7 separate regions of the Mus musculus genome follow, and all the other regions are linked to region 1. A link is a contact called in public HiChIP or PLAC-seq and Micro-C data. All regions are on one chromosome and are shown on one strand. The core of a region is the stretch at or near the end of the contact, and the rest is flanking DNA. Distances in the headings are between cores, read along the strand shown. Region 1 holds the start of Rnf149 (ring finger protein 149). Region 2 overlaps Map4k4 (mitogen-activated protein kinase kinase kinase kinase 4). Region 3 overlaps Map4k4 (mitogen-activated protein kinase kinase kinase kinase 4). Region 4 holds the start of Npas2 (neuronal PAS domain protein 2). Region 5 overlaps Map4k4 (mitogen-activated protein kinase kinase kinase kinase 4). Region 6 overlaps Map4k4 (mitogen-activated protein kinase kinase kinase kinase 4). Region 7 has its middle 16 kb from the start of Gm35600.

Evidence for each region. A called contact is a pair of places that touch in the nucleus more often than the background predicts. HiChIP or PLAC-seq counts read pairs in DNA pulled down with a chosen protein or histone mark.
Region 2: an H3K27ac HiChIP or PLAC-seq map of regulatory T cell precursor shows a contact between it and region 1, with 4 times the contacts expected there. The contact joins the enhancer-like site here to the promoter of Rnf149 in region 1. A contact is called at or near these places in 1 of 39 promoter capture datasets (embryonic stem cells), 9 of 115 datasets of contacts at active chromatin or transcription factors (the 230-238 cell line, astrocytes, bone marrow-derived macrophages and 6 more) and 2 of 9 other capture datasets (adipose tissue and liver).
Region 3: an H3K4me3 HiChIP or PLAC-seq map of embryonic stem cells shows a contact between it and region 1, with 2.3 times the contacts expected there. The contact joins the enhancer-like site here to the promoter of Rnf149 in region 1. A contact is called at or near these places in 3 of 39 promoter capture datasets (the 3T3-L1 cell line, the C10 cell line and embryonic stem cells), 2 of 484 Hi-C or Micro-C datasets (bone marrow-derived macrophages and cerebellum), 11 of 115 datasets of contacts at active chromatin or transcription factors (the 230-238 cell line, the SCID.adh cell line, bone marrow-derived macrophages and 6 more) and 3 of 9 other capture datasets (adipose tissue, liver and macrophages).
Region 4: a Micro-C map of embryonic stem cells shows a contact between it and region 1, with 2.7 times the contacts expected there. The contact joins the promoter of Npas2 here to the promoter of Rnf149 in region 1. A contact is called at or near these places in 3 of 484 Hi-C or Micro-C datasets (embryonic stem cells, muscle stem cells and uterus) and 1 of 115 datasets of contacts at active chromatin or transcription factors (memory CD8 T cells).
Region 5: a contact with region 1 is called in an H3K27ac HiChIP or PLAC-seq map of microglia, with 6 times the contacts expected there. The contact joins the enhancer-like site here to the promoter of Rnf149 in region 1. A contact is called at or near these places in 3 of 39 promoter capture datasets (the C10 cell line, the HPC-7 cell line and neural stem cells), 5 of 484 Hi-C or Micro-C datasets (CD8 T cells, embryonic stem cells, erythroblasts and 2 more), 14 of 115 datasets of contacts at active chromatin or transcription factors (the HPC-7 cell line, the SCID.adh cell line, T-cell acute lymphoblastic leukemia and 11 more) and 3 of 9 other capture datasets (bone marrow-derived macrophages, embryonic trunk and macrophages).
Region 6: an H3K4me3 HiChIP or PLAC-seq map of bone marrow-derived macrophages shows a contact between it and region 1, with 4 times the contacts expected there. The contact joins the enhancer-like site here to the promoter of Rnf149 in region 1. A contact is called at or near these places in 1 of 39 promoter capture datasets (embryonic stem cells), 5 of 484 Hi-C or Micro-C datasets (CD4 T cells, CD8 T cells, embryonic stem cells and 2 more), 14 of 115 datasets of contacts at active chromatin or transcription factors (the 230-238 cell line, the SCID.adh cell line, astrocytes and 10 more) and 3 of 9 other capture datasets (bone marrow-derived macrophages, liver and macrophages).
Region 7: a contact with region 1 is called in an H3K4me3 HiChIP or PLAC-seq map of the 230-238 cell line, with 2.6 times the contacts expected there. The contact joins the enhancer-like site here to the promoter of Rnf149 in region 1. A contact is called at or near these places in 1 of 39 promoter capture datasets (hippocampal neurons) and 3 of 115 datasets of contacts at active chromatin or transcription factors (the 230-238 cell line, bone marrow-derived dendritic cells and thymic regulatory T cells).

The regions. Positions count from the first base shown.
Region 1 is chr1:39,575,395-39,579,622 of GRCm38.p6, reverse strand. It overlaps Rnf149 (ring finger protein 149), which reads left to right and starts at 2,276. Exons shown (of 7, transcript NM_001033135.3): 1 at 2,276-2,796. The coding sequence starts at 2,349.
Region 2 is chr1:40,021,181-40,025,408 of GRCm38.p6, reverse strand. It overlaps Map4k4 (mitogen-activated protein kinase kinase kinase kinase 4), which reads right to left. Exons shown (of 32, transcript NM_001252200.1): 28 at 4,225-4,228; 29 at 2,555-2,704; 30 at 1,890-2,049; 31 at 960-1,099; 32 at 1-780. The coding sequence ends at 697. Among named protein-coding and RNA genes, the nearest start is that of Il1r2, 61 kb to the left of the region's middle. Within about 2 kb of position 2,483, at least 46 of the 459 cell types and tissues checked have an H3K27ac peak or open chromatin away from gene starts, as enhancers often do. A contact at or near this core is called in the 230-238 cell line, regulatory T cell precursor and thymic regulatory T cells, where this site is marked.
Region 3 is chr1:40,000,860-40,005,087 of GRCm38.p6, reverse strand. Map4k4 (mitogen-activated protein kinase kinase kinase kinase 4) reads right to left here. Exons shown (of 32, transcript NM_001252200.1): 16 at 3,497-3,658; 17 at 1,101-1,331; 18 at 175-281. Among named protein-coding and RNA genes, the nearest start is that of Il1r2, 82 kb to the left of the region's middle. Within about 2 kb of position 2,122, at least 47 of the 459 cell types and tissues checked have an H3K27ac peak or open chromatin away from gene starts, as enhancers often do. A contact at or near this core is called in the 230-238 cell line and embryonic stem cells, where this site is marked.
Region 4 is chr1:39,191,876-39,196,103 of GRCm38.p6, reverse strand. Npas2 (neuronal PAS domain protein 2) reads right to left here and starts at 1,832. Exons shown (of 21, transcript NM_008719.2): 1 at 1,362-1,832.
Region 5 is chr1:39,942,335-39,946,562 of GRCm38.p6, reverse strand. All of the region lies in intron 2 of Map4k4 (mitogen-activated protein kinase kinase kinase kinase 4), which reads right to left. Among named protein-coding and RNA genes, the nearest start is that of Map4k4, 44 kb to the right of the region's middle. RefSeq lists an enhancer at 1-953. Within about 2 kb of position 2,037, at least 107 of the 459 cell types and tissues checked have an H3K27ac peak or open chromatin away from gene starts, as enhancers often do. A contact at or near this core is called in CD8 T cells, the HPC-7 cell line, the SCID.adh cell line and 11 more, where this site is marked.
Region 6 is chr1:39,921,183-39,925,410 of GRCm38.p6, reverse strand. All of the region lies in intron 2 of Map4k4 (mitogen-activated protein kinase kinase kinase kinase 4), which reads right to left. Among named protein-coding and RNA genes, the nearest start is that of Map4k4, 22 kb to the right of the region's middle. Within about 2 kb of position 2,525, at least 163 of the 459 cell types and tissues checked have an H3K27ac peak or open chromatin away from gene starts, as enhancers often do. A contact at or near this core is called in the 230-238 cell line, CD8 T cells, the SCID.adh cell line and 11 more, where this site is marked.
Region 7 is chr1:39,866,342-39,870,569 of GRCm38.p6, reverse strand. No RefSeq gene overlaps it. Among named protein-coding and RNA genes, the nearest start is that of Gm35600, 16 kb to the right of the region's middle. Within about 2 kb of position 2,474, at least 96 of the 459 cell types and tissues checked have an H3K27ac peak or open chromatin away from gene starts, as enhancers often do. A contact at or near this core is called in the 230-238 cell line, where this site is marked.

The DNA.
Region 1 (4,228 bases), core at 1,027-3,526:
TGGCACTCGAAGAGAGCAAGCAAGAAATCCTGGCCCTTATGAAGGCCCCAAACCTTATTCCGAAATCAGTATTGGTAGCATGAAATTAATGTGCATACATATTATGCACAAGTGACATGGGAAACCGAGCTTTTGTTAGCCCATGGTCAGCCAAGACAGGTTTTACAGAAGAAACAGCTGAAGGGTTAAAATTTCAAAACCAATGTAGTGTTTGCCCGAACAAGAGGCAGAAGGAAGAGGTCATTTCAGGAAGAAGGAAATAATGTGTCAGACAGCAAGAAACCACAGCGCTGTGTTCTGGGAACTAAAAGCCTTTGCATTGCTGAAGCACAGCGCCAGGGGTTCTCGGGAGTGTTCCTCAGGCTGAAACACACCATCTTGTTCTGGGTCTAAAACATGGGAAAGGCCTTAACCTGGAAATCCTATTGGCCTTTAAAACATGCTTTCCTGGGGCTGGGGCGATGGGTCAGTGGTTAAGAACCTAGGTTTGATTCTGAGCACCCATATAGTGGCTGGCAATAGTCTATAACTCCAGTTCCAGGGCTAGTCAAGGGACATAAAACATACATGGTGAATAGATATATATGCAGGCAAAACACTCACATACATAAAATAAAAATAAATACATTATTTTAGTAATGGGAGTGGGAGAAGAGGTTTAACTTTAAAGCTACTCCTAGCTGGAACTCAGGCTGTGTCTCATACCACAGATGCAATCCAAAAGATAAAAAGAACCAGGTCTAACCTAAAACATATTGGTCTGGGCCCCAACAAACTACTTCCTGTAATTATAAACTCTTGCACAAAGAAGGAAGACTAGTGAGTCAATCAGAAATCAAAGCCCTGAACTTCATTTCCAGCTCCTTAGTGGTTTGTTTGGTAGAAATAAAGAGACTGACGATGATTTCACGAATCACACAGTTTATTGCCACACAAAGGGGACTTTTGGCATTTGCTCACACTGAGTAAAGAGGGGGAAACAACATGAGCAAGCCTCACAGGGAACATGGTTCAGAAATGCGGCAGCACAACGGCATAGTGAGTGAGTTTTGAAATCATGAGTTCAGTTGCTCCATCAGAATCGAAGCAGGCCTCTGCTGAAAGTCCAGTGTAATTAAAGACTTGGTGTTCCTTTATAGAACTGGTTCTCAGGAGAAACTGGTTTGACCAATACAACAGAGATCTGTGAGGTGACCTGAGGCCCCTCAGATAAAAAGGATAATATAAGTCAGGCTTAGGGATGAGTTGAAGGTCTGTCACAGTATATGCCTGTGTGTGTATGTCTTCAGAATAGTGCCTAACAATGTATAGCTATGCATTAAGTCCATCACTTAAGTGTCCACTTCTTAGGTTTAAATACATTTTGATATTCAGTAGCTCATATATGAAGAGGTATTTTAAATGTCTTTTGATATTTGGTAACTCGGGTGTGATGTCTCCTCAGCGTTATGGAGAGATCTCCTGTGTTTATTCGGGTCTAGTCAGACTTCACATTCTTCAAAGGAAATACCTTTCAGGTTCGCTGGGGTTGATCTACCAGAGCATCTCAAATCTCAGCTCTACTCAAGATTTTACCGGAGCAGAGTTACCATACTTGCATTTAACTATGTTTAGTGTGTTCAGGATCTTTTAATGGTACACTGAAAGTATCCACCCACTGTGTTGTCGAAGGACTATCTATCAGCCACCATTTACCTCCAAACAAATCCTTTCCCCTTTTTCCCCCCTTTTGATTAATGTAGCACCTTCGTCTTCGTCCAAACAGAGGCACACATAAACTAAGGAGAAGGAAGAAAGGGCTCGAAGGCAACCATTGAGAAAAGAGCAACAAAGAATTTAATATATTACAGAGTTTGTAACAAAAGGCATCTGGACAACTTGACTTAGTGGTTTTTGTTGTTGTTTGCTTGTTTGTTTAAGTGGTTTAGGCAGCCAGGCTTTTGCCGCGTGCCTTGCACAGTCAACTCCACCCTCTGAGAAACTTTACACAACCGCAGTCCCACGCTGGCCGACCCGGAGCGCACAAACTTCCCCAGACTTGGGGACTCTGGCAGCAGGGTTGCACAACTCTCTGCAGCATCTGCAAGCTTCAGCTCGGCCGCCCACAGCCCTGCGGCACAGACCCTGGCGCCTGCGCACTCCTCACGCCCGCGGGCAGGGCCCCACCCCTTCCGTCGCCACGCCCCGGTCACGCCCCTCCAGGTGCGCGTGCGCCGCGGGTCCGCCCCCGCCGCGCTCGGCGGTCTCTCGCGAGCCGCCGCCGTCTCCTCAAAGCTGTGGGCCAGCCTGGAGTGAGTCGCCTCGTTCTGACTCGCGCTCTTCTTCCTCAGTAGCCCGGCCGGGCGGCCATGGCGGCGCGGCGGCGGCCCGCGGCCGGCGTGGGAGCCCGGGACGCACTCGCGGTGCTGGCGCTGGCCTTGTGTACTCCCGGGGTGGGCGGCGGGGCGCTCGAGTGGTACTCGGCCATGGTGAGCATCGAATACGTGGACCCGCAGTCGAACCTGACGGTGTGGAGCGTGTCGGAGAGCGGCCGCTTCGGAGAAAGCTCGCTCCGGGAGGAGAGGCAGGGCCTGGTGGGCGTCCCGCGCGCGCCCGCGCCCGCGGAGGGCTGCGCGCCCGACACGCGCTTCGTGGCGCCCGGCGCCCTCGGCAACGCGCCCTGGGTGGCGCTGGTGGCGCGAGGCGGCTGCACCTTCAAGGACAAGGTGCTGGCGGCGGCGCGGAGGAACGCCTCGGCCGTGGTGGTCTACAACCTGGAGAGCAACGGGAACGCCACCGAGCCCATGTCTCACGCGGGTGAGCAGGCCGGGCGCTGGGCCGCTGGCCGCGGCCGGGGCGAGCCTGGTGGTTCCCCGGGTGGTGTGGAGAGGGAAGTGCGTGCACACGCTGCAGGATCGGAGCTTCACCTCGGGAGGGTGAGAAAGCTGGGAAGGGCCCTCGGCCGGGGAGTAGCAAACACACCGGTGGCAGGTCCTACGGAGTTCAGTAACTCTACAGATTCCCGAACCCGGGTCGCTTCCTAAGGTCGGCTCACGGACTCCCAAAGTTGGTTGAGTGGAGAGTGTGTAGGAGTGGACGGCTGGCGCCGCCAGGCTCGCATTGTCTCTTCACCAACCTAAAGTGGCTACTCGATGTGGTTTCTTCCTCTCGATGAGGCGAATATGAGTGTTTTCAAAACCCTGGATCAAAAAACCTGGGTTTTCTTGCTGTAGTTTCTCTCTCGACGCATGTAGGGTGATCGCACTAGCTCCTGGTTTGGACAGTTTGAATTCAGATGAATTTTTTTTTTTAAACTGTTTTCATTGAAGGAAAGAAAGGCCTTGCTACCTCTGTCAGGAGGCCACCTCTAAACACGCTGTTCCAGGGGACAGACAAGGATGAGTTTGCAAAATGTCATCCTTGGGACAGAGTTCTCTCCGGGGACCCAGAATTTGATTGTGTTTCTCTTGTGCCTTCTAAGATCACATTAGCTTTAGGCATCACACGGTTGACTCATTCTGAATTTCCTGTGATTAGGGTTTTTAAGTTTCTGCTACTAGCTAAGACATCTTTCTTCCTGTACTGCATTTTTGTTCTCGTTCTGTTTTGGTGTGCATGCGACACAGAGCTTATAAAGACAGAAAAGTGACCTTGGGTTTAACCATTTTTTTTAACGCGGTTGGGAATGATGGCCATTTGATGACAAGGAAGTGAGCTACGAGTACAGATCAACTCTTTTTTTCTTGGTTGACTCCAGATTAGGAGAGAAATGGGTATAAATTGCAGAAGCATAGCAGGGTGAAGTAAGAGAAGGTAAGGAACACTTGAAATGGTGTGAAAGTAATCTGCTAGAATGGAGAAATGTCCAGAGAAGTCGGGTCTTTAAGAACTCAAGAGTTTGTTGGCTGTGGACCACGGTGGTGGGTGAGAATAGACCGATGTCCCTGCGGTGGTGTTGACTCAGGCAGTTAGTCCGCTGATTGCAAATCAGCCTAATTGTCACTGTCCACACACCATCTTTCCACAAGGCTCCTGAGAGATCCTAGCATCCCAGATATATGTTCCCAAGTTAAGTTCTGTCAGCGAAGATAGGCCGGTGTGACTCCTCGATGTTGGGTGTGTACATGTGTGGATGCACGCACATCTAATGTAGACCGTTTTCTTTTCAGTGACAAGCTCATTACCCTACAATTTTCTAACTCTACCCTTCTGCATTTTTTGATAATGACATTGACATCCTACCAAGCAG
Region 2 (4,228 bases), core at 1,234-3,733, 450 kb before region 1:
ACTTTCAAAGAAACAAAATGGGACCCTTTAACCCACCCCACCCCACCCTAAGCCCCACCCACAAAAAAAAGGTATCCTAGTAACTGTGTCTTTCACATTTTATAAATATTAACTTCTTAAACCTGCACCTTCTTCTCTGTCCACATACTGTCACATTACAAAAAGAGAAATGTCAATTAAATACATTGTTAATGTTACTATATTAAATCTGTTCTCTGCTTCTGCAAGCTGCTTCTTACGCCCACTTTTCACTTCTTTGTGCCCACTGCCAAAGTCTGACGGTGCGCTCATCACACCCTTCAGACACCCATAGGACAGTCGCTCGCTCGCTCGCTCGCTCGGAGACGGCCTCCTGGAGCTGCAGGGAAGGCGCAGCGCTCGCTCGCTCACTCGCTCTTCCCGGTCTGAGTCCATTCCCAAGCACTCCTAGCACCGATGGTGGAGTCCAGACAGCACCAGCTGCAATGCAGCCTTGATTTATTTGAGAAAGGAAAAGGAGAGAATGGGAATAAACTGGCAAAAAGTGTAGGAGGGAGGGGAGAGGGCCCGACCCGACCCGATGCGACGCGCAGGTGGCCTGCAGACAGCTGTCCTGGCTGCACCAGCACAGCTCTGAGCTCCAGTTGCAAGGAATTCCAAGGTCTCGCTCAGGGTCTTGCCGACTCCAGAGGTCAGTGATCCCAGCTCACACTGCCTCTACCAGCTCAGAAGAGAAGTCCTGCCTAAGGTCATGAAATAGACCTGGCTGCTGCCACCAGAGCGGACGGAGGCAAAGAACACCTGCAACACAATGAGAGGACACAGTCAGCAGCCATTCACTATCTCCTGGTGCCCAAACCCAGATAGGCCCAAACAAAGTGTCTCCTTGGTTTATTTTAGAATGCATCATCACTGCCAGTGGACCACAAGCCACTGTACACAGCAGCCACAAGTGCCCAGACGCCGTAAGGGAGCCTTACCTTGTCATTGCGTTCACACAGGAACTTTAGTCTCTGAGCCCTTTTGTGCATAAATACACCATCCAAGTGACCAGTTTCCACAGATCGTATCTCTATTGCCTTCTCTCCCCAGCCCATTGTCTGATTCGACCGGATATATGCTTTGAGAGAGAGAGAGAGAGAGAGAGAGAGAGAGAGAGAGAGAGAGAGAAAGCATTAACGAGGAGGAGTCTTGACAAGCCACTTCAGATTCCCATGCACGGATGCTGAGTCCTAGCCCATGACGACTTGGTTTGCCAGGAGTTCTGCCTCAGTGCTAGGCATATCTCTGAAAGCCTACTTAACATGCAAGAGGCCCTGGGTTCACTTTACTCAAGTGACCAAAAGAGGGCCGTGTGCTGTCTGCCTGTTCTGTCACTGTGTAGTCATGAGTCAGTACCAGAACAAGTCAACTTCCCTGGGGTCTTTCATGCCACTTCTACAAACAGCCATGAGAGAAGGGAGGACGAATGGCGAGCAGACACACTGGGGACATAAGCACAGCCATGCAATGTCAGGCATCAGCCTCAGCTCCTGACCACAAAGCAGAAGGCTACTCAGGGGCCTGTGGGGCCTGGAACCCAGCCACTCAAGAGCAAGCAGCATTTCCTTCTCTGATTCTCTTCATGCCACACAAATTGGTCAAAAACAAAACACACACACAAACACACAAACAAACAAACAAACACCCCAAATACCTGCCCTTTCGGTAACTTAAGAGTCAGATTAAGAGGCAGCAAATGCACAGCTTTTAAAGTAGCCTAGAATGACTGGGAATTTGTTCCAACCTTCTCCCATCTGCTGATAACCACCGAACAGCCAGACAGCATGAGCAACATGCAACATTAGTACAACACACAGATGCGGTCCTAGTGGCTCCTCTCACGGATGCCTCGTCACGACGTGTCATACCTACAGATGTCGGCATCTCTCCCCACTGCAGAACCACGTCCTTGGTGATCCTTCCGTACGTGTTAACGTAAACCCCCTCGTCTTCGTAGCACACCAGCAGCTCCATCCCATCCGTGTTGGGGAGGATAATGATTGCATGGGGTTTGATGCTACACTGAATCTAGAGAACAAGAACAGGGAAGCAGGTCTGTGGTCATCTCTGGAGCTGTGAACGTGCTCAGCCAAGAATGTCCAGTGAATGTGGTAGTGCCGCACCCTTGGCCATCCCTACCAAACAGGCAAGAATCTTGGGAAGCCCATGCAATATACAACCCAGAGTCTATCATTTACAGGCTGTGTGCTCTGCTGATGCACGTGTTTGAGGTCCTGGGCACGTAAGCCGATGGCGGACTCATCTGAGAAACATTCCCAGCCCAAGGTGCTCTGCCTGACAGCAACAGTCCCAGCTCCATCCCACGTTAGTCAAAGCAAGTGCTAGAGGTCCTTCAGGGGCTTCTATGGTTCCCCAAACATGAAGCGACAGAAAACAGTGCTTCATTTAAATACTCACCCTACAGCACGGGGATGAGGAAACCCTGCTTGTGTTAGTCACTGAGCAGAGTAAAGGGGAAAGTGAAACCAAGTGAAGCCAGGCAACCAACCATAGAGTGTGGGTTCTTTCTTACATGTGTTGGTAGATAAATGTCATAGACTGAGCCTGAATCCACATCAACAGCATGGAATCCCGCACAGGATCCATAGATCACTTTCAACCTCTGGCCTTCCTCCACAGTGAGATCCACCAGTAATGGCTTATGTAGCAGTTCTCCAAATGACTACAGAGGGAATCAAGACAGAAGCAGGAGAACAAACTTACACGTCAGATGAGGAGCGAGCTGCAGGCATTTGATTGATCAAGTGGATTGCTAACTAGCATCTGCAAGGCACAGCTTCCCTCCTACCTAGCTGAAGAATGCTCTGTCCTATCCAGTTGTGTCTTGATTAGAACAGAAGGCAAGGTCAACAACAGCAAGAACGGGTACAGTACAGGGTTCGAACACTCTGAGCTGCTGTAGGGATCAAGGCACCAAGACTCTGTCAGGGTTGGTGCTATGAGAGTGATAGACTGGAGCTGTGTGACTAGACTCAAGCTGCAGTCAGTTCTTCACATCAGCACAGTTCTTAGGTCTGGGGCTCTGAGCTCCAGCAGTGGTATAAAGTAACGCTCACACCAGTATCTAGCACGTGGGAATATGAATACCAGACCCCAGAAGATGATGTAAATGATTTTATAACTTACTGTCTTTTCTCAATAATACTAGGACTTACCAAAAATGGTAACCCTCACTCTGACTCCAAGGGGAAACCAAGCAGGAAGTACCCTTTAATTCAAATTTCCCAAGTAATTGAAACTTACTCATTCAATAAACTATATCAAAATTGTTTTAAACACAATCATTTTAGATGAAATTGTTTGTTTCTCCTTACTCTCTGCTACAATGTTCCTTGATTACTGTTAAAGTTCTATACCTCAAAATAGAAATAACTATTATATCTATCTAATGCTAGAACAGTAGAAATTTTAATTAAGAATTTTATACACTGGATTTAGGGCAATCCCTAAGATAAATTACTAAAAATACACAAGAACGCGGAGCCTGTTAGTTCTCTGCAGTTTGGGAGTTGGATATATACAGACTCTGACAGCCTAGCACTGTTTCACATGCTCCCTCCTACGCCACACACCAGAGCGAATGAGACCAATTATGAGTGCCTGTGAACTCACAACCAAAACAGTCCCAAGTTTAGCACAAACCATTTTTCTGTAAATATCACAATTTTGTCAAAGTGAGTTTTTCAAATTTATATGAAAACAGGACCATATTATACATATTTTAAGTCCCTCCTTCCATTTAATGTATAGTATGTATTGCTTATATCATTAAAAGCCTGTAATTTATGTAGTTGATCTTTGTTTTGCTAGCTATCCCTGGCTGGCCTTGACCGCACAGCAATCCTCCTGTCTCAGCCTCTCTGGCATGCACTCTCACACCCAGGTTATTGCTTAGTCTTTAGATTGTACTGCCCTAAGCACACGCACGGCACAGCCGTCTCTTGTTGCGCCCTCTAACCTCGAGGCTAGATCTTCAGCACATCTATGTCTATCGGGGACCAACTACTTTTTTAGGGATGGTACAAATACCATTTTGGCAAATAAATCATCTGAGAAGTTAGAAAATAGTTATATAGCCTATTTTTATGTTAGAATAGCTGAACTGACAGCTTTGTCAGGTTAACGCATAGCTTTATATTAACTGTTCAGACCTTTAAGCCAACTTAAAACTGGCAGTTTTACCTTA
Region 3 (4,228 bases), core at 873-3,372, 430 kb before region 1:
CTGCGTGTGTGTGTGAGTGTGAGTGTGTGTGTGTGTGTGTGAGTGTGTAAAATATGTCACATCGGTCTAGAACCTCAGTGCTAGAGATGCACATTTCTGCAAACAGACAACAGATGACTTTCTGAGAGACTGGGAGCCACAGCACATCTCCTCCTGTCAGTTCTCTTTTTTTACCTGGTGGAATTTCTCTGTCCTGCTTGGCTATTCTGCTGTCCACCGCCCTGCAGTGGGGAATCCCGACGGGAGAGGACAGGGGAACGAGAGGTCGTTCTCACGGGAACCTTTAGGTAGGAAACACAGCAGTTAAGACAGACAACAGAAGAACACCACAGCTCCCCCCCAGCCCCCCCTCCTCACAGTACACTTTATAACACAGCCTTCCTCAGTCCGGAATGCCTGCCACGAAGCTAGCTCTTCCCTTTCCCAAGCCTCCCCTGCTCCTGCACGATCCAGACAGCCTGGCCCATCTCTACAGTCCTGTCATGCTGAAGTCATGTTTGGACTGAAGCGGGTGGCAGAGAGCATACAGCAGCGCTTCCCTGAGATAGTATGTGAGAATCACAAAAGTAAGCTCAAAGAAATCCAACAACGGTCTACAAATAGATCAGCAGGAAGCAAAGACTGGCAAAGAAGCGAGAAAATATTCAGAGGAAGCAAATTCCAAGTGGAGGAAAAAATAAACTGAGATGTGCCTTTTAATCCTCATGTACTATTAAGTACAATACGCTCAACTTTAAAGTAAAAAATCATGGTCTTGTTAATTTTTCCTCATAAGATTTTTTCTTAAATTCTTGATGTCATGCACAATAATGGAGAGCTTCTGTACACATTTATAATTCTACTTATTTAGAAGCATGTTGCTTAAAATTTTTTCCATAAATACTTTTTATTAAACTACGTTTAAAACCAGTCAATGATAAAAAGCTAACTAACCATTGGCTAATTGTAACTGCTGAGGTGGGGAATGGCTTCCCTCCCTGAGAAGTCATTTGAAACTTCTGGCCCTTTAGCCCTGATGAAGTAAGTCACTGTTCCCATCATCACAGCAAACAGTAAGTTTAAATAAAGAGAAAACAGCGCGTCTGTCTGTCTGTCCTTACCCTTGGAGGCACCTCGTCACTGTCTGATCTAGACCAAGCCTTTTGGGTGGGCTCGGGCACCTCCGACTTAGAGTCAGAGCTCTGACTGAGCCCCTCACTGCGGGAAGGTGGACATGGGTCCTGAGAGCGGAGATGGTGGTGTGCGAATTTGGGAGAAGGGTCACTGAAGGAATGGGATCTCGAGACAGGGGAGACATTGTTCTTGAGAGATGCCAGGTGGGACCACTGTACCTTACAAGAAAACAAAACACAAAACATTCAATGCGTTCTGCATACAACTAGCTTTTCTGGTCAACACTAAATCCCAAACAGGAGGTGGGTGTGAGTCGGGGAGGCATAGTGTCAAGCATGGAGCAGCCAATAGGCTCCATGCTGGTGACAGGCAAGAGGAAGAGCAAAGGCACACGCATAAGGGAAAGTGCCCAGACACAAACTGCAGACAGCAGTGAACAGGGGCATGCACAGACCCCCGAGGGGAGAGTGATACATGCATGTCCATGTCAGCACAGAGAGCTGGGGACCACATGACAGAGACACTGCTCATCAGCAAACCTCCCCACCACCTCAGAACCCTGGGTCTGAGAATCTTACTGACGGGACTTATTTGTGCGTGCACACACACTCTTCCTATTATGGGACTGTAGCAGAGAAACTTAAGAACAGCCAACTTTTCAAGAATACCAATATTTTTTTCTCCCAATCTTAAAATGTTTTAGACCTAGCTGAGTTTACACTCCTAGTTATGAAAAAAGTGGGATTAAAATTTCTTTACCAAAATATCCAGTACCAAGAAAGCCCAGGCTGACCAGCATCAAGATACTCTGGGCTGACAGTAGGAATATGCCTTTGAAATGAGAACTCAAGGACATGACAATTGGCCAAGTGAATTTCTGCAGTCACTTTAAAAAAACATCCTCTCAGAACTCTATAAACTATTTTAGTAAGAGGTACCTGTACCTCACTGCTGGAGAATAACCAACCACTAAGGCGGTTATGGGAGCTGTAACTCAGCACGCACTAATCAATGTGTCTTGTGCTGACTTGCCTGGCTTCTGCAGGTGAAACCGGCAGTTAAGACCCAGTGCATAGTCTCTGTGGCTCACAGGCAGATCCAAAGAATCCTAGCTTTGGTACAATTCCCATACTACTAAAACATCTAAGTGTTCACTGGGAGAGCAACCAAACGGATGTGTTACCAAATAACGCTAAGTGGGACTCAACGCTAGGAGCCACACGAGTTTCCCTCCTGCAGGTGAAAGCTTGGGGCAAGAACTCTGCAGCGGAGGAAGAGAGGCTGTCTGTCTCATCTCCTCAAACAGAAGCTTCTCGAGCCTGCTGCTCAGAGGCAAGTTTGCCCTTGTGTTGGGTTTAGCTCTCAGGACAACCATGCTTCTCACCAGGAAACAGGCACTAAGTGGAGCAGCAAGTGGCACCTGGCCCTTCCCACTGCCTCTGCTGGCATTCTCTGGTGTAGCTCTCTGAAGCTCTCAGCTGCTATATCTGCATAAACCCCACCCCCTGTACCTCAGATTTGCTCAGCTCAACCATCCCCCAGGAGGGTTGGTTACTGCAGAACACATTCAAATTCTCATGTGACTGCATCTGTCACAGAAGGGCCATTTCTTCTCAAAACCACCAACTCTTGTCCTAGGTGACATGCAAACACCAGGGCCGACCGAGTACAGAAAGCTCAGAGAAGTGTGTGAGGCAGAGCAGCATGGAGGAGTGCCTACACACCCTCAGGGGATGGGTGTGTCTGCCACCTACTGTCCTTTCTAGACAAGGCTGCTGCTTCTCTTCTGAGCACTCAGACAAGACAGACTCTGGGACAGACTGAAGGAAAAGTCATAAACTCTGTCCTAATCTCTTACAGGAAATCAATATTCAACCCACTAGGCATAACCTGTGTTCAATCTTGACAGGTTTGAGAATCTGGTTTTGTATTTTAAAACAACAAACAAACAAACAAACAAAACCAAAAACCTTTTCCCAGGAAATTTACACATTCAGCCAAATAAATAGGAGCCTGCACAGAAATGCAAGGCCACCTTTAGCGTCCAAAGGTCCTTCAGGGAGCTGGGACCACAGACACAAAGTACTTACTTCAAAATGTTCAGGTTAAAAGTTCTCTTCTAACCTGCTTATACAATAAAACCAACGTTCTAAAAATATAATTTAAAAAAGTATTTAAGAGGAAGGAGGGACTTCACATCTGAGTTAAGGAGGGGGAAATAAAAGTATTGACTGGAGATAGCCATAATGAGTTCAATAAAAATCTTAGACAACAAAACAAACAAACGACAAGCCTCCTCTCCCTACGCTGAATGCACGCCTCCTGTTCACACCAGCTGTTGAGACAACGGGCTACACGTGGCACAGGGAGCTACTGCTGCTACCTGTGGCTCCGCTGGTCTCTGCAGGGCAGGGTGCACAGACTCGGAGTTGCCATTGGAAAAAGACTCTGACCGGGAAGGCACGGGTGGCTCCAGTCCTCTGCCCGTTTGCTTAGCCTGGGCCTCAGGGGAGCTGTGGTTAGTCTTTCTAAATCTATCTTCCACCTGCGTCAGAGAATTAGAAGACACGGCTCCATGTTAGTAGGAAAGGAGAGATGAGGAACATGTAAGAGCAAGACAACTGAGAGAAAATGTGTTCTATTCAGCTCTGAGAAGAGAGGCAGCTAAGTGCACAGTGGCGGTGCTGAGCAGGGCTAAGATTTGATAGAGGACTTTTAAAAACTATGAAAATGAAAATTAAGCAAAGCAGCTTCTAGACTATCCTCAGCACCTAGAGCTTCATTACTCTCTAAAGAACAGAATCTGTCCTGGACTCTGCTCCCTGTGAGGGAAGATGTAGAAGGGAGCCATCTGCAGGCCAGAACCGCACAGTGCTCCTGGACGCACCCACGTCCTTCTGTCTAGCCCAGAGAGGACCACTTGCTGCATCCTTATGGGAGGCTCTGGTCATCCAAACACCACTGATCCAGTAAGGCTAAAAGTCCACTGCCTCCTCATGCTAGTCTTAAACAAGACTGACATTTCTCTCATTCGCATGGTAAAGACTAACACTGCCAGGTACTTGTGTGTGTGTGTGTAGTTTTCTTCTGATCTCTCTAGCATTTGTTAACCAAG
Region 4 (4,228 bases), core at 583-3,082, 380 kb after region 1:
TTCTGGACACACACACACACACACACACACACACACACATAGATCATATACCCAGAATGTATGAGAGAAACCTACGTATTAATTTAGCCTGAAGACATTGGCACTTGAGAAGTAGCTACTAATATAGGTTATCAAGATCTAAGACAGACGCTCCCAAAAGATGGATTTAAATTGTGATTTGTTTTTACTGATTTCATTGTTTTTTACATTTTTATTACAAAGCAGCCAGAAACATAAAGCAGAGACCAAATTGTTACAAACAACTAGGTAAGTTAAAAAAAAAAAAACACCAATTGTTTTCTATATAAAGGTCATCTCTTCAGCTACCATGTGAACATCTATCATACCAGGAAATTTTCCTCTCAACACACTCATTGCAATTGTCTCACTCCATTCTCCAGGCATGTTTAACCCTTGGGCGTGTGTTGTAACATTTTATTAATAATGTGCTTTCTCTAGAGTATATCCTCTCCTACCCCTCAAGATGTAACTCTAGGGAGTAGTTGGAATAAAAACCTTTTCCACATCTGCACAGCGGGATGACCTCCAAATAAATAGAGGTACGGGTTTCTGAGGGGAAATGGCAAAAGAGTAGACTGCTGGGAAACACCAGTACCTCAACTGGTTCATATCTGTCAGTAACGAAAAATTTGCTTTGTAAAATAGTGGCCCAGATCGCAATATCTCTTTTAAAAACAGGATTATATTTATTTAGGGGCTATTTAAAAAGAGATTGGAGGTTATTTCTGGCAACGTTTTCCTTCAGAGAAATTTTAGCAGCAGGAAGGAAGATCAAGCCAGTATTTGCTCTTGAGTCTGAAGGGTGCCTTCCAGGGCTGGCCGTTTTTCATGCAAGCCATAATTAGTTGGCCAGTTCGCTGGATGGGGACTTCTCTGTGAAGAGAGAGACAGGAAGGTGTTGACAGAGCTGAGTCCTGCCAGGAACTGCTTCAGGACTAACTACCTGGAAAGTCCAAATGGGAAATCCCTCCTATAAAAGAAAACCCTATTAAGGATAATAGAGTTCTAGTGATTGAGACAGACTAGCTGTCTCCGCCGACGCAGTTAATAACGACTCAATATTCACCTGTAAAGAAGCAAGCTAACCGCGAACTAGGGGCGGATCCTAACGCAATGGATAGAGAAAAAAAAACCCTAAGCTGGGGCCTCTAGGACCCTTGCAACACCTGTTGAACGCTACAGCCTACAACTTTACGAACTAAAGACTCCCGGATTTAACCTTAGGAGATTCTAGAGTCGGTGGAAATGCGCGTGTATGCTTAAGGTTTCCATCTTGCCTTGTCAACAAAACTGGTTACTAATTATTTATGAACCACAGAGCCGAAAACAAACTTTCTTACCTTAAGCAGTTAAGGAGAGGCGGGCAGAGGGGGGAGGCTGGCTTTGAATTGAGCCTCTTGGTACCTGTCCCTGCCCCCTGCTTCCCACCCTAAGTGGCTTTTTAGAAAAGTCAAGGTCGCACCCCTCCTCTACTTGGGGAGGGGGCACACCTCCCACTAAAACAATGTTGTAGCATCCAACCCGGGGAGTCCCAGGAGCGCAGAGCTGTCTAAGCACAAAGACTGGGCTTTCAGTCCAGCCCTAAGCCAAGTCAGACCCAGGAACGTAGTGACACAAGGGCCCGGCCAGGCAACCACACTCTCCAGGCGTCCCGGGCTCCCTACGCTTCGGGATGCCTGCGGTGGGGCTCTGGAAGGGCAGCGGGCAATCTTGAAAGCTTCTGTCCGGGCACGCAGTACCCCTCTAGCACCCTCGGAGGACCCCCGAATCCCGATGTTTGGGGTGCCTAGTCCTCTCTCTTGGCGAGCAGCTCCGGGAGCCCACCGTCTGTCTGGCTGCAGCGGTTGGCAGGACCCGAAGCCCAGGGCGGCAGGACCCGGAGTGCGCAGGACTCACCTCCCCGCGCCCCAACCCCCGGGTGCCTGCGCTGCGCAGCCTCGCGCGGTGTCGCGCCCGAGCGTCCCTCCCTGCCCCGCGCGTCCCCAGCGCTAGCGAGCAGGTGACCAGAGCCGCGAGCCACGCGCACGTATTCCCACCCGAGATCGTGCGTCCCCAAGCGCGGTGGCCTCTTACCTCCGAGCGGGCCGGGGCGGCCCCGCCAGGCCGGGCACCGACTGGGCCGGGGAGACGCGCCTCCCGCCGCCGCGGGGAGCCGGGGCGGCAGGCGGGCTCGGGGAGCTTCTCCCGGGCGGCGGCGGGAGGCGCTGCTCTCGCCGCTGCCGCCGGGGTCTCGGGGCTCCGCGGCCGCTGCGCGGGTCCCTCGGGTCCTGCGGAAAAGCCCGCCGCTCGCGCCGCAAACTCTTGGGCGCGTAGAGCTGGGGACCGCCGCCACCTCCCCGCCCCGCTGCCGCCTCCTCCTCCTCCCTCTTCTCTTTCTCCTCCTCCTCCCGCTCCCCTTCCTCCTCCTCCTCCTCCTCTTCCTCTTAAGCCTCCAGGCTCCGGCGGCTACCCGCTCCCCCCACCCCCCTACGGTCCAAACCCAGTGTGAGCCGCGCACTCAGCGCGTGCCGCAGGGACGCGGACCCTGCGACCCCCCGGCGACTCTCGGCGGGGCAGACACCGGTGCGCCCCCAGGGCCTCTGCGAGTCCTGCGGGGCTGCTTGGGGAGGGGGGTGTGGGGGTATCGACGTGGGGGTCCGGCCAGTCTGGTCCGGACTGGGCGCGGTGGAAGGGGGAGACTGTGCTTAGTGCGGAACCTGGAAGAGGGGAGGCGAGCTTGACATTTGAGGAGCTGCCGGCCAGGGTCCTGCTAAAGTTGTCACTAGGGGGGTAGCAAAGAATCCGTGCCCCGGGTAAATGGGAATCATCTCAGTGCCCACTGCCACTGTGCTGTCACGGGGTGGGGGTGTTTGCTAGAATGTGATTGTCTTGTCCCCCTCGCCCACGCCGACCTCTAAGGGCAGGCCTCTGCGCTTCCGTGACTCAGGTTACTGGGGACGTGGGTGGGTGAGGGAACACCAGGTGAGAAGAAGGGTCCTGGGATGTGAGAGTGAACGCTGTTCGTGGAATATAGCAGCGGTTGCTAGGGAGGAACGCTCGGTGCCTCCTCCAGGGCGAGCTTAACTGGTCAGGAAAATGGGTCAAGGATCGGCAAGAACCCGCTAAATGTCCCCTTGTAACCCCAGGGCCACAGGTCGGGGGCTGCGGCCAGGAGGCGCCCTAGGAGCAGCGCCGGGCCTCTCCCTCCCCGCCCCCACTGCCCTCTCTCCTTTTGCACCAGTGCAGGAAATGTTCCACTGACCTACATATTTTTCCAAACATACGTGACCTTTTTTTTTTTTCCTGTGGGAGGAGACAGGCGAGAATCCAAGAAAAAGAGAAGCTGTAGAGAGCGGCGCGCGCAAGAACACAGGGAGCCCTTTTCCCAAGCTTCTGCAAACCCCTAGCCAAGACAGATGTGCAGACGGGGTACGGGGAACCAGGCCTGCTGTTAGACTCGCTGAGGGGGTTCTGAGCGCGAATGGGGTGATGGGGAGATTGCTAGCCCCGCGGAAGAGCTCAGGGGTGGCGTGTTTCACCCAAACCCACAACAACCCTCTACTGGCGTCCAGAGATCACGGCAGGCAGGCAGGCAGGCACCTGGCTAGACCAGCCGGAAGAGGGGAGCCACGTCCCCGCGCCAGGTGCACAAAGGCCACCTGCTTTCTGACACCCTTTGAGTTCAATTCCTGGGGCAGAGCTCTGTCTTGGCAGCTCTCTTTGGGTCATTCTACATCTCACATTCCAGCAAGTGGCCTGGACAAGGAAAACGCCCCCATTGGCTCCTGGCTACCTATCACCCTCCCCCTCCCTCTTTCTCCCCCTTCCTCTCCCCCTCCCTCTCCCTCTCCTCCCTCTTCCTCTTCCTCCCCCTCTCCCTCTTCCTCTCCCTTCCCCTCCCTTTCCCTCTCCTCCCTTTCCCTCTCCCCCTCTCCCCTCCCCGTGTGCGTGTGTGTGTGTGTGTGTGTGTGTGTGTGTGTGTGTGTGTGTGTGTCCAGAAGGGGTCTCCGGAGCTTCTGAGGCTTCAGTTCCAAGAGCTAGCCTTAGTCCTGGCTCATGGTGTTCTGGGGCCTGGATTTCTCCTCTCCAGTGCAAACTGGACCTGCACCAGAGGGGCCTTATTTGGACATGCAACCCTACCCAGTCAATTAGATGAAAACACTCACACAGAGGTCCTCCCCTCCCCAGTAAAGTAGGTCATTCTCTTTATTTCCCATTTGTATTATTT
Region 5 (4,228 bases), core at 788-3,287, 370 kb before region 1:
GGAAATACTAAAAAGGTGGTGTTATGCAAGAATCTTCAAAAATGAGGGGGTGGGGATCTAAGAGCTCTTTCTAGGAGAAAACCAAGGAGACCAAAGGGCACGAATTCAGATCGCACAGACATTTAATATGGTTTAACAATCATTTTCAATGATTCTCTGTAAGACACTCCAGTAAGAAGCCTAAATAAAATAGTACCCCTTTTTTAATAGCAGGAGGACCCCAAAAGAGACTGATTTAACTCGAGATTGCTTAACTTGAGAGAACAAGCTGGCAAGGTGACAGGTTACTTCTGATGTCCCTATATCTGACACTGGCTGAGTTTCTCAAGCCTTTTCCTTCCTTTCTTCAGACCAGCTACCTCCTCATACAAGGAAAAGCATCTAAGGCCAAGCTATAGGAACCTCAGGACAAAGGATGCCAAGGAAACAGTGGGGAGTCAACTTGAGACCTGGGGGAGCTTTATATAGACACTGAGGAGAAGACAAAAAGCATCATGGTATCCTCAAGTCTCTCTGTACCATCCCTTTTTCAAAAAGGATGTAAGACAGCATTATCGCCACAACCACAACACACAAAACATCTGATTTACCATGTTCCAAGACAATGAGTTCTACCATCAAATCCACTGTTACATGGCAGACTGTTTTTATAAAGTTTTATTTTCCCATTTAAAATACTCAATGATCTGCCGGGCAGTGGTGGTGCACACCTTTAATCCCATCACTTGGGAGGCAGAGGCAGGCGGATTTCTGAGTAACAAAAAAATAAAAAATAAAAATAAAAAATAAATACTCAATGATCGGTTACTAGAACTGTACATTTGATTTACTGAATTAAAATTCTGGAATGAATTTTACACTTTGATTTTTATTATTTGCAAACAACAGATCATTATGCTGTAGATATGACCTACTCCCTACAGTTTTTATTACTTGCTAGGATGGTGTTCTCACAGACACAGAAACATAGTTTATTTGCAATGTTTCTGAAACTTGTAACAAGTATTCTAGAACTGCCAAGTGAGGATGATCTAAAAATAGGTTAATAGGTCATTATTCCAAAAGCACTCACAAAATAATACCCACAGCAACGAGTTTCTGACGTCACTTAACTTCATGAACTACTGCTGAAGGTTCCTTAGGCCTAAGCTTTCCGCTCATGTACCTTCTATCTCAAAGCTACACACAAATCCTTGTGCAGTGCTCTCAACAACTGAGACCTCAGAAGCTAAGCAAGCCCTGCATCTGTGTTCTCCATGAAATAAAATACAAAACTCACTACCTATGGAGGTATGCCTACAGCTTCAACAACACCTGGATAAAGTCAGTGCTAACACCAAGCTGCAGGCCTAAGGGATAAACAAGGCAGCCCTGTGACAAAGAGGATCACAAAGCACAAAGGACAGGGGCGTGGGGTCCCTCCTGACACTAGCACTACAAATGCCACTCCCACCGACCTTTAACCACTGAAGGATAAGTACTGATTTCCCCAGCTACAAACAAGAACAGGCTGGTCTATATTGCGTCTCCTCAGTTTCCAGATGTGATGTCAGCTACAGCTTATATTTAGGCCTATAATGAAACCTCGCAGGAGGGTCTGAGAAGCAGCACTTAGGGTCTATGATTTATTTTAAGATCAGAGTCTTCATGACCTCCTGAGGCAAAGATGGGTCAAACACAAAGAGAGGGGCATCCGCTGTTCTCATGATGTACAGGCAGAAAGCTGGCACGCCTTTCTACTGAGCAGATGCTCACCTCATTGAGCATCCTCAGCAACAAAAGGAAACTCGACTCTCTATCCCTTACACACACACACACACACACACACACACACACACACACACACCACCTCACAGAACAAAACAAGGCGACAAACACCACCTCCCCAAGACCAGCAACACTGAGGGTATTGCTATACTCCACGTGCCCAGAAATGCAACAGCAGTGCAGAGCCACTGTTCCCCAGCTCTATGAATAAGGCTCACTAGGACAGCCACTTCACAGCACAGCCAAGTGAAGAGGAACTGTAGCACTGGCTGGGTTTACTTCCTGCCCCTAGGCAGTCAACTAGGAAAAAATGCTAACTGTCAGTTAAGATGTGTGTACATATGACTCAAAGCCCCAAAATGCTCACAATGCCAATATTTTCACTCCCAACAAAAATGGTGGGTTATATTTTAATATTCCTTTCTTACTGTACAGAACTAAGAGCAGGCACAGTCAAATCTTCAGTGACAGCTCATAATGAAAAGGCCAATGGCCAATGAGAAAGCAAAGGTGGATGTATGAATGCACAAGGTTCTGTCAAGTTCTCTCAGATAGTTCTCCTTCCTCAGAGAGTATCCCTCACAGTAGTAACTAACAGCTTATTAATAAAAACATCCTTAAAAGTACTTTAAGGGAAGTGGGCGATGTGGAAGAAACCGTGTTTACTGGCCACGAAGGTGGGAAACAAGGAAAGGATGAAATGCAGCCGACTTCCATTATCCCTTTTACCAAACTCAGAACTCAGATATGGCTAAGCCTTCCTGCTGCACAGCTACATGGCCAGCATTCCTGCAACAGGCAGTTCTTAATGCAAACACAAATGCCCGTATACACATTTTGTCCTGTGCAACACGGACCCCGATCCCAGAAGAAGCCAAACTCAGCTACTGACTGTAAGGATGAAGAATACACTAGGGACCAGAAGCCAGGTCTGGGAGACATGATGCCCTTCAGCTCCTCCAATAGTGTCCTAGGCCCACCCAACACTAGCTGTGCAGACTTTCCCTCCTGCAGAGTCCTAAAAATGGAAAATGGGAGGGTGGGAGACAAACAGTGAAGAAGACAGGACAGTCTTCTTGCCAGGCTGAAGCACTTACTTTTAGTCCCTAGTCCTGGCCATGTGAATTCAATCTTTATGACAGACAGAAAGCCTTTACTAGGAAACCTACAAGAAATCTTTTAGGAAATTTTAGGCCAGAATACAAGAATTTTTCACTCTACTTAAAAAATACATATATATCAAAACAAATTCCATTTTTAGAAAGCATTTGACAAAATCTTGTCACTTTGTTAATCAAGATTCACAAATCTAGCACAGGCAAATTCCTCATTAACTTTTCTAAGCTAATACAAGATGGGGGGGTGGGGGGGGGACTAGCTGTCCATACCCTCAACTACCTCAATAGGTTACTCTAAACAGATAAAAAAAAAAGTACATTTTACCCTGCTGCTCGCTCTTATGACAACACACAACTCGGTAGTTATTCTCTGTCAATGTCACTGTATTATGTGGCCTCTTCTGGGTTTCTTTCCAACCCTCTTGAAAATGAATAAAGTAAGAGGCTCTCCCTCTCTTCCCACCACTGAGCCGCTGCTGAATGCTGCTGAATGCGCAAACACGGTGCTGTTTTTAGCGCCAGCCAAATGCCAGCCTCATTCTCCCACAGCACCCTCCTCGGGCTCTAATTCACTCTGCTTAGTGCAAACGTAAATCAACAATTCTAGCTCCCACAGAAAAACAGGCGCATAACCCAGAACCTGAAAGTGATTTCTCACAAATACACCAGCACCCAGTCCCTGGATCTGAGCAGCAACAAGAAGACTTACTGTTAACAAATCCCTGCACAGACTCTCAGTCACAGAGAGAAAACAAAGACCATGCAGATAAATAGCCAACAACGAAAACCAGCAATGTTGTTCAGGGCTAGGCACTCATGCTAGAGCCTGGCTCCTCTCTTGCTAGGACCACCCCTCTGCATCTGTGACCCCTGAAAGTCCACGGGAAAACTCCAGCAGGAGACAAGATGTTTGCTGAAGAGCAAACCATGCAGATGATTTCATTCTTTAAGCCACAAGAATGAGGGGACTTTATAAAACCCACAACTGATTAATTCCAAAGCCGCAGGAGAACACCTGTGAGTGCCGGCAATGTCTACAGTGAATACTGTTTAAATAGATTATCTGTTAGACTTGGGGATATTTTTACCAGGTTAAACACGACTCAGTGGGCATTTGTGGACAAAATGGCTAAAAAGATAACTAAGCTAATAAAAATGGCTCACACACTTGCTGAAATCCCTACAACTGTGTTTCCTAGGTCAGAGCCTGATGAGGCCACTCAATAACTTCATTTCTTCTCAATAAAAATAGATACACACACATACATACACACACACACACACACACACACACACACACCGCTAAATTCTCCAGGGAATGCATTTCACATTTCGACAGCCTC
Region 6 (4,228 bases), core at 1,276-3,775, 350 kb before region 1:
CCAGCATAGCCTCCAGAGACGGTCCCTACCACAGTGAAGAGGGGCCTTCCCACATCAAGTTGACCTGTTAAGGTGTCTCAGAGGCTGACCCTGCCAAGGGGCTTGCCTCCTAGGTGCTGACCTGACCATTAACACCAACTATAGCAGTGATGACTAATGTCATTTATAACAACTCAACTGTGTGGAAAGCTTGATTTAGTCCACGGTAGGAATCTGCTTCCTTAGTGCTGTGAGAGCCTATCCTGTCCTCAGGCTGGAAAGGTATGGATGACTACCACTTACTTCCTCACTCTGCATAGAGTAGAAAACATGTCCTGCATGCTTTTGGAGGAAGAGGCTGTCTCTTACTTGGGGTTTCTATTGCTGCAATAAAACTCCATTACCAGAAGCAAGCCGGGGAGGAAAGGGTTTCTTTGGCTTACACTTCCTCCTCATGGTTCATCATAAAAGAAAGTCAGGACAGGAAATCACACAGGGCAGGAACCTGGAGGCAGGAGCTGATGGATGCAGAGGCCATGGAGGGCTGCTGCTTACTGGCTTGCTCCACGTGGTTTGCTCACAGGAAGACAGCCTTGGAGTCTCCTCCAAGTGGAGTTACAGATGGTTTGGAGTCATACCTGGGGGTGGTAGGAACAGAACGCAGGCACCAGGCATACACATGATATACATACATACATGCAGACAGACACTCACATAAAATAAATTCTTAAAAAAACCAAAGAAGCCAGGCAGTGGTGGCACATGCTTTTAATCCCACCACTTGGGAGGCAGAGGCAGGTAGATTTCTGAGTTCAAGGCCAGCCTGGTCTACAGAGAGTTCAGGGACAGACAGCTACATAGAGAAACTCTGTCTTGAAAAACTCAAAATAAATAAATAAATAAATAAATTGAAACAAAAAAAAACCAAACAAACAAAAAAAAAAACACCAAAGAAATTAAAGCCTAAAAATTAAAACTGATTTTAAAAATTAACACTTATTAGCGTGCCTACAGTTAAAATAATAAGAATAAAAATTTTTAAGAGAGGTTGCAGCTAGGAAGGACATGCAGGACAGAGCCACATCCTTAAGATGACCAAGGGGAAACTCAGCAAACTCTAGACCCGAAGCCACTTTGTCACAGGACAGCCCCGTGACTAGCTGAAACTCAGCTGTATCTTCTATTTCTTGCAGTCAAGACTATCTTACCCACAACAACATTAAACAAACATGAAACAATCTTGGCAAAAATCACTGAAGTGACTGCAAGAATTTTTAGTTAGTCAACAACTTTGAGAATTTTTAGAAAGGAATGTATCTTCAAATAGCTTAGCAGTTTTTCTCTTTACTTCAAACCACTAGTTTGGAAACTCCGGAAAGTAATTTACTTCAGATAAAGCTATCAGTGGGAAGACAAAGATAGTTCAATCAGAGGGGGAGGGGCGGCATTCACACTGGGGCGAGAGTCCCTCTGCCTCACAAGGTCTTAGGAATTTCTAAGAGGTGAGGGAAGCAGATTCTTATGCACCATTCCCCACAGACATGCAGATCTCTGCCATGCAGACCTTTGCAGGAACTAAGAGCGAATCTGCTTCTTCCTCAGTCTCCTTCTACTCCTCAGGCTCTTCCTGCCTCCCACCCACTTCTTCTGGCACCTGTATTCCCACAACCTGGTCTGAAGCTTCTCTGTCAATGGCACCTTTCCCTGACTGCTTTCCTAGATGCAAGAAAGAGCACGCGATCAAAACGGGGACGGGTGTGCATGAAAGTCTCGCTTCTACCTGCCCACCCTTGCTGACTCAGAGCACAGCTGTAGTCTGAAAGCTGTCACCGGATGGCTCTGCAGCTCTTCCACACCACAATGGCCTCTTGTGTCTCTACTAGGAACCCTCTACCCTGGGCCAACTCTGTCGCCCTCACTCGGAAGGCAGGCCTCCTGCTCATTCTCTCTCAAACACTGTTCCTTCTCTGCTAGATGTGCTCTAGCAACCAAAATGGGATCCCGAGTTTCAGCAACTGCTACCAGTGGTGGCAAGGAGGCAGCGGCATGACTCTGTACTCCCCGAGGGGGGGGGGGGGGGGAGACCCCCGACCTTGGTGAAACTGAGACCTGAGCAGCCATAAAGCCCCCTACCTGTGTACCCAAAGGTCAGATGTGGCCATCTCAACTATCCTGTCTCCACTAAGTCCTAGAAAACCTAGAACCCTCACTAAAAGCTACAATCTATTCACATCATCAGTTTGCGTGGCTTCACAAGACACTTCATCCTGCACACATGAGATACAATCTCAATCCAAATCTGGCACTGGATTAGGTCTGCTCCAATGAAACCCCTAGGCAGTCGCCTAGCCTGCAACACGCTGGGCAGACTTCAACAATCTGCATCCTCAGTATTCACGGTGTGGAAGTACTTTGACACCATGGAGGAAGAGTAGACCCACGAGTCCCAGGCCCCACCCAGACCTACTGAATCAGAGTCTACTGTAGCTGTAGCTGAGTTCCTTTTCAAAATGAGCATTATTTAGAGTGAGCCCAATCTGATTGTTCTCCTAGACAGCCAACGAGGAGCCTGCACACTGAAAGCTGGGTGTATTTGACTTCCTCTACAGAGCCGGGCTCTCATTTCCTGTTGAGCTAAGAAAAGCAAGTCTAGCTAGCATTGCCAGGCATGAATTGAGGCGCCTTAGCGAAAGCAAAGGTTCCAAGCCATTTGGGTCACTCTGCTATTGTCCTACCTCCTCATGCTCATCTGCAAATACTGTAATTAATGGTGACTAGACTTTTGCTAGAATGAAGATATTTTTATTAGATATTTTCTTTATTTACATTGCAAATGTTATCCCCTTTCCTAGTTTCCCCTCCAAAAATCCCCTATCCCCTCCCCCTGCTCCCCAACCCACCCACTCCCATTCCTGGCCCTGGCATTCCCCTATACTGGGTCATAGAACCTAGAATGAAGATATTTTTTAAAGGTCAGTACTATATCCCCCACCTCAATCCCCCAACATTCAATATCTTCTTTAACATTACTTTAAAAGAGAAAAAAAGGGAGGAGAAAACTAATGTGACCAAAAAAGACTATGGTGTTTTAAATGTTTGTCAACCCTATCATATACCACAACACTTCTAGTTAACTACCAGGTGACACAGCAGTTGCTGAGGGGTTGGAGCAGAGAGGAGGAGAGCCACTGTGCCAGCATGGACCCAATCCACGGCCTGATGATGATCATGAGAAAGCAAAATGACGTGGCAAGCCAGTAAGCTTGGAGAGCGGTTTTCACCCAGGAAAGGCACATTTACTCCCTGTTGCCTTAAACCACATAAAAGCATGGAGCTGTGTTTGTCCCTTACCAATTCTGTATCTGTATCATCTAAAATAAGCATCTGGCATTAATGTTGTGAGTGAATATGCCACCTACCTGATTACAATGCCCACTATATTTGCTGTTCATTTTCAGTTAATAATGCATTAGTACTCAAGCAGTTTTGGGGTGTGTGTGTGTGTGTGTGTGTGTGTGTATTGTTATGGGGCAGCTGAGTCTCTCTCAAAATTCCTAGGTGAAGTCTTACCCTACAATAGCTTGGAACATATTGGTTAAAATTCAGAGTCCCAATCCAATCTGACAGATTTCCTTTCAGGAGTAGCAAACTCAACCGTAAAGAGAAACACTAGGAAGGCATGAGAGGAAAAGTCACAGGAAACAGAGACAGTGAGCCTCCACAGGGCAGGAAGACACGAAGGCCTCAGGAGCCCAGTAATGTCCCTCCCACAACCTCTAGTCCCATTTCTAGGACCCAGGAAGCCAGCGCTGCTGTCCAGCCTCCCAGGCAGTGGCCTCACGATACAGTGGCCCACGTTATGGTGGCCCAAGCGAACGAGCACAGGATTTGCTTACACACATCTGTTCCCCTACTTCTTGAGGCCTCACGCTGTTATCACATTCTCTGAATGGTGAAAATCGTGAACCAGGCTAAGCATGATGTCACATGCAGAGAATCCCAGCACTTGGGAGACTGCTAAAATTCAAGGCTAGCAAGGGCCAGCAAAGACAATGTAACAAGACTGTCTCAAAGGAGTAGTGCTGGGAAGGATTATTAGTAAATAAACTTGCAATTCATGGGAATTGAGGGGATACCCATTTTTAATTGGTTTTCATTTAACTAGCAGGAAGTAAATGTCGGGCCCAGAACAGTGGGTTTTGTATCCGGAAAAGGTCTATAGTCTCTGGAAGATCCATTCTTTGACTAC
Region 7 (4,228 bases), core at 1,225-3,724, 290 kb before region 1:
CCTTACTTATTGGTGAAATAATATGAGTGTCCCATAGAAGCCAGGGTGATACAGGCTCAACAACCACAAAGGGATCGAGACCCACAGGTTGAGAAACACTGCTCAAAGGTCTTTTCTCCTTAAGGACAAATACCAAAGAGGCGAATTTTAATGAAATGAAGAAAATTTTACAGCTTTTAGGAAATACGAGAGTACACATCAAAAATAAGAGCGCTCATGTTTTAAAACTGTCAATGAGCTCAGCGGTCTGTAAACTCCAAAGGGAATTTTAATCGGATATTTAGCGGAAGTTGGCAAACCGACTCCAAATGCATCGGGGAAGATAGAAGTATGAAGAACCGACAGAAATACTGAAAAAGCGAGGATAAAGAGAGGAGAATTGCTCTGCCAGATTGTGAAACAAACCGCCAGACTACCACAGAGCGGGGTGATTGCCGCGCGGGAGAGATTCTCAGAGAAGCTCCATCTACACCCTGGGATTTATTTCGTCACCCAAGTGGCGTTTCAAATTAGTGTGAGAAGTGGTAGGACATTTGCTGTCCACTGGGAAAACACAGATCACTGCCTTGCATCACAGGAAAGGCAATTGATTTCAGGTCTAATTAGAGAAAGTTCCAAATAGAGACTGCTGAACTCGGGATAAGCAGGGTTGCTGGCTGGGAACCAGATTTCCCGTTCAATGCCCCAGGCCGGCTGTGAGTGGGAGCGCTAACCCCTAGGGACCTCCCTGCCTTGGTGTGAGAACCTGCAGGAAGACTGAAGTGTTCTGAGGTGTGTTTTTTAGTCCGTATGCTCCTTCCAAGTCCTGTTTCATCAGCTTGGAGATGCCCAAGGCCCCCAAAACCAGATCCTCCTGCGATTTAATGCTATTTCTGAGCTGGTACTGGTGCCAGAGAGCAGATGGGGAGGTCAGAGGACAACTTCAGGGAGCTGGTTTTGTCTTTCCACAGTGTGGGGCTTGAGCTCAGGCTCAGTTCACCATGTTTAGCAGCCGTGGACTTTAGGGAGTGATGTGTATTCCATTCGAACCTGTGCTGCCCAAAAGACCTTTTCACGACATCGGAATTATTCCCTGTCTTCACTGTCCAGTTCAGTAACCACAGGTGTGGGAGTGTTAACACTTAAACTGGGCCTGGCACGACAGGAGCCAAATGTGCCACATGTGACTGCCAACGGATGTCTGTGAGGCCATCAGCCTCAGCCCCTGGGCCAGGGCCAGGTAGGACCTCGTGGAAGTCCCACAGTGTAGAGCTGGACTAGAACCAGGGCAGTCTTCAGAGAAGCTAGTCTAGCTTCTTACTGATTCCAGACCCAGCTACAAACTTAGTAGCTTAAAACAGTTCCAAAGAATTATCTCACACTTCCGGAATTCAGGAGGCCAAATTGATCTTAATGTAGGAGGAGGAAATTGAAGCATTCACGAGGCTGGCTCCTTGGGGACTTAGGTTCAGAGGCAGAGGTGAGCAAGAGGGATGGTATTTTGTACAACCTGCGCACTATCTTCCTGACACTAGAGAGGTAGTGACTGTCTTTTGAGTTGTAAAGTTCTACAAACAGAGCAAAGTTTAAAGAAGATTAGCCTGGCCGGGCTGTGTGTGAGTAGGTGGAGATGGGGGAGGGGTGCTGGAGAGCAGGGAAACTAGTGAATAAACAGAAGCATGGGATGTTTTGTTTCAGAGGGAACAGGCAAAGAAAGTGTCTGGCAGAAAACACCTTGTCAAGCAGAGAATGTCCTCAAAACATCACCAATGGTGCTAAACAAAACATGACCACAGTGGCTTAAATCGTTTCAGAAAGAAACATAATTTCTGATTTTATTGGTTTATGTACTCGAGGAATTTGTGTAATTGAAGGGTCTGTCCAATGACTTTATTAATGCCTAGCTCTGTTACCCAGGAGTGCATGTTTCTCTGAAATACACTGCATACGGGAGACACTGAAACCTTTCCACTTGCATCAGGTCATTTTCTAAGCTCAGCCAATGACTCTATCTGAAGGAGTATGGTGGCCCAGGTATTTGAATGAACACAGATAAGATGTAAGGCTCAGGGGCCATCCTTCCAACAGCCTGGGTTTTTAGCACAGGAAGTTGTGTTGTTTATCATCTGCCCTTCACCTTGAAGAGAAAGAGAGAAACAAGCCCGGCTCTTACTTACCAGATGGCCCTCTCTCTGTGGCTTGGGTGCCATCTGGAATTGGTTTTGATAAATCCAAACACTAGAGCTACATTATCTTTCTAGCTAAATATATCAGGTAGTTCATTAGCCTGGCAACCTCTGCCTTGCTTTCACTAGCTAAACAAGATAGGACTGGAGACGGAGTGTGGGTTTTGTTCACCAGGAAGCCACTGAAGAGAAATCACTCTGCCTTCAGTGACCTCTAGAATGATTTCAAAGATCCAGAGGCCAGCTGAGTCCCTGAAGGGGTGTAGACACTGCCCTGGGGACCTGTGGATAGCGGCATCTGGCAGGATGCGGGCGGGGCTTGGCTGTGTTTCTGATCCTGGGTTATTACTCAAAGCACTCCAGTCTCCGGACACCTAAAGACTAAAGGCAGCCAGAAACTTTCCTCCTTCTCTTTAGAGGATTCTCATCTTTGCATTTGTGCACATACATAAAAAGGTAAAAGTAAAATCATTTTCCAAGCTTGGAACAAAACCCCAGGCCTGCCTCACCCAGCCTTTCCACGGCTCGCTTTCAAATGTGTTCCCAGCTCCGCTGCTTCTTTGGATTTTTTTCTTGTCTCCCTATTTTGGTTGTGTGTGTGTGTGTGTGTGTGTGTGTGTGTGTGTGTGTGTACATTCAGGTCCATGTGTATGTGTGTGTGTGTGTACACATTCAGGTCCGCGCGTGTGTGTGTATGTGTGTGTGTGTGTGTGTGTGTGTGTGTGTGTGTGTGTACATTCAGGTCCATGTGTATGTGTGTGTGTGTGTGTACACATTCAGGTCCGTGTGTGTGTGTGTGTGTGTGTGTGTGTGTGTGTGTGTGTGTGTGTGCACATTCAGGTCCATGTGTACACTTATGTGTGGTATGTGGTGTGAGTATGTGTGTGTCTATGTGTGTGTGTATAGGGCAGAGGTAATTGAAAGGCCCCTTCCGTTTTATCTCGCACTTTGACTTTGGAGAGAATATGGAAGAGAGCCTTGCTCACTGAGCAGGAAGCTCAGCCATTCGGACAGCCTGGCCGGCCAGTGAGCTCTAGAGATCCATCTGTCTTTTTCTGCGCCTCCTGTGGCACAGACCAAAGAGTCCAGCTCCTCCCTGGGTGCTACTAAGGCTCTGACCTGCTTAGTAGAGAGCACTTTCCCAACTCAGCCATCTCCCTGGCCCTGCATCTCCATTCTTTTTAAAACAAATGTTAAAGTTTGTATATGTGCACACAGACAGCCTGGTCTCCAGTCGAGCAAAGGTCTGGAACCCCGGGGACCTGTGAGTGGTGATTTCCATCAACATGGGACAGAAGGTGTTAGATTATGTCTCCTGGACCCCTGGTTCCTGTTGAAGTTACTACCCCCACAGCCCCCGCAAGAGAGGTGTGTGACTATCAGTCACATAGATAAAGCCCCAAGCTTCTGGCATTCTGGCTAGACTCCACCCCCACAGTTATCTGACTATAGCCAAGTATGCTCCTCCCCACAGTTACCTGGTAGCCCAGCCCACTATAAAAGGGGCTGCTTGGCCCCTCCTCGCTCTCTCTAAGCTCTTACTTTGCTTACTATCATCTCTAGTCTTCCTTCTCTCTCTCTCTCTGTCTCTCTCTTCCCCCCCTCTCTCCACGTGGCATGGCCAGTCTCTCTCCCTCTTTTTACCTTCTCTCTTTCTCCCTGCCTTTCTACAATAAGGCTCTAAAACCATAGACTGTCTCTGCTGATCAAGGCCCACTGTGCTTGAACGATGAGATAGGCTTTCCCCTAAAGACCTACATCTAACTTCTCCCCAGAAGGCCTTCCTGCACTCCAGCCACAGACCAAACCAAGGACTTTTATCTGCTTGGGAACCACCCAGCACCACCTCTCTCCCTGCCCTCTCTTCCCTTCAGCCCCGGGGCTGACTGAGCCGTCCCTGGGGCCCCCATTTTGTTCTCAGCTCTTCTGCGGTGTCCAGCGGCATCTGGGATCCCCGAGACTGAGAACCTGTTATCTCTAGCTTCCATGAGGCCTAGAGACCTAGAACTTGTCCACCCCCTTGGACTGGGTCCTGAGCTTCCCACAGCCAGACACCTACCCGG